Regions from separate parts of the Triticum aestivum genome. Here region 2 is linked to region 1. The links are chromatin contacts, called in public Hi-C maps. All regions are on one chromosome and are shown on one strand. The core of a region is the stretch at or near the end of the contact, and the rest is flanking DNA. Distances in the headings are between cores, read along the strand shown.

The links. Hi-C and Micro-C count contacts between places; a contact is called where the count stands out from the background.
Region 2: a contact with region 1 is called in a Hi-C map of leaf, with 5 times the contacts expected there. The contact joins the enhancer-like site here to the promoter of LOC123048811 in region 1. A contact is called at or near these places in 3 of 5 Hi-C or Micro-C datasets (leaf and an unstated tissue).

What each region holds. Positions count from the first base shown.
Region 1 is chr1A:328,603,665-328,607,396 of IWGSC CS RefSeq v2.1, reverse strand. LOC123048811 (methionine gamma-lyase) reads left to right here and starts at 1,852. Exons shown (of 2, transcript XM_044471844.1): 1 at 1,852-2,734. The coding sequence starts at 1,951.
Region 2 is chr1A:328,755,251-328,758,982 of IWGSC CS RefSeq v2.1, reverse strand. No RefSeq gene overlaps it. Among protein-coding and RNA genes, the nearest start is that of LOC123048833, 100 kb to the left of the region's middle. Within about 2 kb of position 1,667, at least 3 of the 8 cell types and tissues checked have an H3K27ac peak or open chromatin away from gene starts, as enhancers often do. A contact at or near this core is called in leaf, where this site is marked.

The DNA.
Region 1 (3,732 bases), core at 603-3,102:
AAGTTCATAACAAACAGAGTAATGCTTGGAGCATGATGACATAATGTAGACAAAGTAAGGCCAAATGACATGTTCGAACCCCATCGTTTTACCCTTAGTAGTAACAATGCAATACGTGCCTCGCTACCCCTTCTGTTACTGGGTGAGGATACCGCAAAATTGAACCTAACACAAAGCACCTCTTCCACTGAAGATAAATTGATCTAATTGGCCAAACTATATGGATAGATCGGAGAGAAAAATAAAGCTATAACAATCACACATAATATAGTTCAAAAAAGACTGAATTATTATCAATGAATAATATGATCATAAACCCACAATTCATCGGATCCCAACAAACACGCCGCAAAAATATTACATCGAATCGATCTTCGAAGAGAACATTGTATTGAAGTTTTTAATTGTCCAATGCTATTGTATTATAAAATGGTGTACACTGAGGCCCGGTTGTCCTAGTGAATTGTTCATGCTTGTGAAAGAATTGATTCAACAACCCCCCTCTAAGTCACGGCGTTACCCGATCATCTTTGATATGGCGATGAGTGTGTTGATGTTTACCACGTTGCTCATGAATTAGCGATGCTAGCCATGAGACAATGGGACCAAGAACTGATTGTTGAGGTCCCTTCGAGCCTTCATGAACTGATAACCGAAGATTGTAATACCCCAAAAAGAGTAGTTGTTTTGCTCTTTTGGCTAATTTTTTTTCTTTCTTTCTTTCATAAAACATCTTTAAATGAATGAATGTTAGGAAGAAGACTTCGAAGCCTTCAAGATTTTGAATGTAATTTTATTTTCTTTAAGAGCACGTTTGATTTTTGCTTGTGCGCACTTAGTGATTCTACTCTCTTATTTGTGTGTGCACTAGCAATGTTTCCTTTTGCATATCAATCGTGGTTTGATGGTGATGTGTTTGCACACAAGTAGAACTTCCGCACGGGATTGGCTGGCATTGTAGTACTGAAATTCAAAGTTCGCTCGTTAGAATTTCCTATCAGAAACCCTGTGGCTGTGATCGAGTTCGTCGTTCAGAACAAGAAGGAAAAGAACTTGCACAGTTACGCGATTACACGCACGCCAATACGTTTGGTTTGGAAGGAGAAGTTGAACACGAGTTTGCCTTCTGGTCGATGGGCCAGCTAGGATCAGTCAAACACTCGTGACTCCGTGATCGTGATGGAACGCATCCATCTAAAAAAATGGCGAGCCCAGATGCGGATAGACGCAGCATCCTGATACGGTTTGCCTTCGGATGCTCACTTTTCCTGCCAGATTTGGGAAGATTCATGGCCAGATTCATTCGAAATCTGCACGAATCGTCTATCTTTGTGGAGTACGTACCAGAATTAGCATGCATGGCGGCCAATTTTGACTGCTGCTAGTAATGGTCGCCTTCGTATAGGAGGCCTGCGTTTCGGTTCATTGAACATGGACGCCGTCTCTTTTCACCGCCGAACATAAGTGCATTGAACCTGCTTTGTTTGTACGTACACATTCACCCTGGCTGGCCGGTTAAAGGGCAAATTAGCTTACGAACTGTCCCATAAAATTTACTCCCTCTGCTCTTAAATATAAAGCCTTTTTTAGAGATCTTAATGTGAACTACATACAGAACGAATCTATACTCTAAAATACGTCTATATACATCAACATTACACTTGCCGTGCATTATTATTGACGTTACAATTTACAAAGAACGGTACGATCTTTTTCTTTTTCTTTTGCCCCGGCACGTTGCTCCTTCCAATCCTGTGCCCGTACGTATGTCCACGTTCACGGCTCGCAGCTCTCCCAACTCCGGACTACCTGCCAGATCCTGAATTCCTGATCATCGGCTATAAATTGGCACCGTCCCCTGCTAGCTTCCCCACACAGCTCTTGATCGATCCCGCTCGCGCTCTCTTCTCTGCAAAAAGAAAACATCCAGTCATCCGTCCTACGATCCCAATGGCCCACGTCCTCGCCGCCGCCGAGCCCCTCACCCTCCTCAAGCGCCCGCCGCCGCAGAACGACGGCTTCGGCGACGACAACGGCAGCACGGAGGAGAAGGCGCCCAAGGCGCGCCGCCGGGAGTCGGACCCGGCGGCGGCACTGGCCGCGGCGCGGCATGAGTTCGGGGAGCACGGCGGCGTGAACATGTCCATCGAGGCCTCGGCCACGTTCACCGTGATGGAGCCGGACACCATGCGCCGGCTCTTCACGGGGGAGCTGGGCCCGGAGCGCGGCGACCTGTACATCTACAGCCGCCACTTCAACCCGACGGTGCTGGCGCTGGGGCGGCAGATGGCCGCGCTGGAGGGGACCGAGGCCGCCTACTGCACGGCGTCCGGCATGTCGGCCATCTCCTGCGTGCTGATGCAGCTGGTGGGCGCCGGCGGGCACGTGGTGGCGTCGCGCTGCCTGTACGGCGGCACCCACGCGCTGCTGTCCCGGTTCCTGCCGCGCACCTCCGGCGTGCAGGCGACGTTCGTGGATGCGGACGACGAGGCGGCCGTGCGCGCGGCCATAAGGCCGGGGGAGACGCGGGTGGTGTACGTGGAGACGATGTCGAACCCGACGCTGGCCGTGGCCGACATCCCGATGCTGGCGCGGGTGGCGCACGAGGCCGGGGCCAAGCTGGTGGTGGACAACACCTTCACCCCCGTCGTCGTCTCGCCCGCGCGGCTCGGCGCCGACATCGTCGTCCACAGCGTGTCCAAGTTCATCAGCGGCGGCGCCGACATCATCGCCGGTAAGGACGCACACATCCAAGAAGTACTCCCAAGTTATGTTGCATGCATGTTCCATGCACGCATGCAAAGACAAGGAACGGCAACAGCTGTTGCGTAGAACGACCCACGTATGCTGGTTAAAAGTCCCACGCATGCAAGCCTATCTCCCCAACTTAAAAGTCAGTTCGACAAAGTCCATACGTACCTAGTTTTTTTATTTTGGATTGCAACTACCCCACGTTTTTAGTCAACCGTCATCTTATTTAACTGGCGTGAAACAATCGTAATCCGGACGTCTCATTCGTTCTGCAAGTTAGGAAAAAACTTCGGCAGTAGCATCACTTGACACACCCAGACATATTGTACTTGCTACCATGCATGGTGGGGAAAGCTACGCTCAAAGCAGCAGTGCTAGCTCACATGCAATGCCCTGAGACACGGGACGAATGGAAAAGGACATCCCGGGGCTGTATAGGTTCAACTACTAGAAAAAAAGAAAAGAAAAGTATATCCATGTTTAAAAAACGGTCTGGAATAACGATGGGATGGCTGTGAGTAGTAATTATTAGGAGAAAATGGTAAAAAGATTATGGAACAGCGATGAGTAATTAGGAGAAAATGGTACCCCGCGCTAAACCATTATGATATGACCGATCTTAATCATAGTTTACATAGTTCGTCATATAACACTAGTACTAGTATTACTTATGCCTAACTCTAGAAGCAGAATTCAGTAGCGGGTAATTCACTGCCGGTGGCCGGCCATCACTTTACGGGACCATGCATATATGCAAAGAGGCTCTCGACACGGACGCCTCTCACTGTTGCACCCCACGCAAGGTGGTCGCCACTCGCCACCCCCGTGTGCAGACAAGGCCCAAAAGGACGAAGCGATGAGTCAGCGATGCTCACCCACACACGTATACGTACTACGAGTACTCGTCTGTAGCCAGCAGCAGCTACTTATCTCTAGCTAGTGCGTGTGGTGTCCCACCTAACCCGTTTTGGCCGTGCACGC
Region 2 (3,732 bases), core at 418-2,917, 150 kb before region 1:
TATGGCCGTGGAGACTTTGACGTGCACGTGGTCGTCTGGGCGCGTCGTTTGTTGGAATGCACGTGGTTATAATGTATATTCTATTTATGTGTTTATAATTTAGTTATATTTCTACATTAGAATTGCATTGGTTCTTGAATGAAAGATTCAGAGGAAAACCTAATTGCATGTGTAGAAAAATAATCGCCAAATAGATCCCTTGTAGACCTATGAGCTAGCTCATGTATTAATGATGATTCTGTTTTCTTAACCATGTGCATAGTTAATGTAATAAGGATGTCAGCAATAATGAGAGCACACTTTTAGGATAACAATGATGTTGAATAGACCCAACTTATGAAATACTGGGAGATCGTGTCATCATCATTGAAGCAAGCCGAAGTCACGCTACCGTCATCGCCACTCTCTTTCCGAAGTCGGACAAATCTTGGTGTAGTAAACAATTGAGAAGTCGTCGTGTAAAGACATTATAGGGCTAACTCAGCAAAACAACAACAAACCGCCTATGAAGAGAAGGATAGATCTCAGAAGCATCGAACTTGTAGACACACGAGTGAAGACGAACAAAGACGGAGTCCGTACAGATCCGCTCAAGACCAACACACACACTAAATCCTTCAAGATACGATGAAACCATCAACACATGCTCTCTGATAACGCTAGATACACCATCGAAACGAGGATCGAACATAGAAGACATTATTCTTAATTTCTTATTAGTGGACCTTGTCACCACCACACATTCACATCCGAGATGCTGAAACAAACAAGAACTAGAGCCAGGTTTCTCCCACTTGCGTAGGCCCGGGGTCCTCCACAACTCCACGGCCCAAAGTCTGCCGCCTCCGGGGGCTTCGATGGAGGGAGGGTACTTACCGCCGTCATTCGTTTGATAAGTATGTCATTGATCAATTTGATGCCGTACCTTAACTGTCTCTGCTCTATCTCGGATCGCCCCGCAATGGCAAAGCTGCTTGGCCTCGAAGAAATGGAATGTGCTCGTTACTGAAGATTGAATTATTGTCTCATTACCTCCGAAAAAAAATTATTGTCTCATTCGTTCGGCTCGTTTTCATCCCTGGCAAACGTGCTTCTGGAGTCTTTTCTTTTCTTGAACACCGCGCTTCTCGAATCTTAAAAAGGGATAGAAATATCAACCGCAGAGGCATATTCCCCAATGCCATACTTGCTCGCATATACGCACGCACAACACATTGCGCTCTTTCTCCGTCCAGATTTTTCTTCTCGAGATCAATTTTTATGAGGTTTCATAATGCACTTCCTCAAGGTCTTATACTAAAGCCTGCCTACCTAGGCGCCGCTATTGTTTACGTCATAGATCATCGTATTATTTCTATATAGTCGCTGGAAGAATTTGTTTGACGAACGTTCGACGCGGCAAGCAGTTGCATCCTATGCGACGCGCCTGCTGGTCATTTTTTTGATGAAAAGGGGTTACCCCCCGCCCCATTTTATTAGGCCTGCTGGTCGTTTCTGCATTTATCCGTGTAGTACGTGCGATGACTCGAATGGCCTTTTGGTCCGTTTCAGTCTTTCAGATAACCACTATCCATCAGTGGCCGCGTGCGATGACTCGATATGCTGATCGGCCCATGGTGTGGACAGCGCTGATGTGGCACGAAGATCAGTCCGGGGGGCTCGGGATGGATGGATTCATGGGATGGCTACCGCTGGAGGAGACCCCACGTGTTGCGTAAGACGCGACGTGCCCTTTGCGAGCTTTGCTGTCGTCGACGCGCACATGTGAGCAGTGACCTCCAGCCGAGGCTAGTCGTATTAATCATCATTAGTTAGTCGTATCCTCAGAGTTCAATGACTCCCTTTTCACGATACGCAGACGGAGAGATATACATCACATGAGATGTTTTCTTTATTAGGAATGCCATCCTAGCTTACTTTATTCATAATGCAAGAGATTCAAGAACCAAAGGTGAAGGATCATCTATCCAATTACGAAGATATATGATTCTCGTAACAATATTTAGTTAACTCGTGAGGAGTGCCATTGGCTTTCTGCAAGCAATGTCTAAACCGAACATCACCAATATCCATCTCAAGATCAATGCTGTCGGCATAAATTGCAGCCCCTACAATCCACCGTACCGCCGAGCCTACTAAGGACATCTCCAACGGCCATCCTCAAACCGCTTGCATGCATCCGAACCACGTTGTTAGAACGTATTGTATATTTAATGTGGGTCTGTATCACTTTGGACGTGTTTTTTCTCGCAAACCGAAGACAAGCATGGGAAGGGAGGCTTTGCGGGCGTTCGGACCGCTCCCATGCCCACGTCTGACCGCCCTGACCCACCCAAACTCCCACCCGCCCCTTTCGCGTTTTTCATCCCACACGTCGCGCTGCATGCCGCGTCACATTCATGTCGGCCCAGAGCATGCCCGCGATTTGACTAGACGGGAAGGTGGCGCAGACGAACGCGACCTCTCGGACGTCTCCGCTTCAATGCGAACGCTGCGTCCCGAGAAACCAACTCGGGCCGTTGCGCCGCATTGAAGCCGGCTGACCCCCCTCCCTTCGCCTAGTTTGGGCGTGGATATTTAAGCCCTGCACCAGCGAGACAGATCCACACTTCCCTCACACGAGCACCGCACCGTCCTCCTCCCCCTCGCCGAGCCCTTCCTCCTCTTCGAGCCTAGAGGCGACACCTAAGTCCTGGTTCTCCGCGTCGGTAGGCGAGGCCGGTGGAAGTTCCTCGTCAGGCGATTCATGGCATCACCGCCCTCGCTGACCGGGACCATCTGCATCCATGATGGTGGGCTCCTCCGGCAAGGAGGAGATAGTCATCTCCTTCGGCGACGAGGAGGACCAGCTACAGCAGCGGCCCTGTCTCCTCTCGAGGACAGCTCTGATGGACGAAGAATTTGTCCGTCAGATGGAGATTATGACGGAGCGTTCGCTCCCTCAGATGGGCACGGTGCCACCATTGCTGGCACGCGTGAAGGAGGAGCCACCGTTTGAAGGTGTCCCGGACTAGGGGGTGCACATCATGTTGGCCCGTCACTTGTGGGTCGGGCCGAGGACCCACCAGTGGTCGATGAATGGGTCTTGACTAGCCTGGTCCTTGTCGTCATCTAAATGAAGATCTCTGAAGACTTGGCATACACTTCATGATGCATCTGAAGTATCGGAATACTTATCCCTAGATTACAACCAAGGTAGTTCTGCTGAGAACAGCATTAGTTCGGATTAGTTTCATTCAAATCATGCAAATTAGAGTCCAAAGCAAGAATATAAGTGTTTGGAAAAGTAGATACATTGAAGACGTACCATACACTTCACGATGCACCTGAAGTATCAGAATACTTATCCCTAGATTACAACCAACCATTTTTAAACCCTACATATCCCTGGTGCCTATACATATAAGTTGTGGGGTATAGTCCGTAGAGGCACTCATACGCTGTTTAGAGCTTAGAACTCCCTCATATGATCTCAAGGTAGATAACATTGTACTTTGTACCCCATCACAATCAATATATAAGAAGCAAGACGTAGGGTTTTATCTCATCAAGAGGGTCTGAATCTAGGTAAAACATCGTGTCCCTATTTTTCCTATTACCATCTAGCTTAGATCGCCAAACTTGGGACCCCCTACCCGAGATCTATTGGTTTTAGGACCGACGTTGGTGGCCCACGCAGGCCCCGCCAGGTGATCGCATGAGCTCGATGGCGAACCTTCAAATCGACGACAA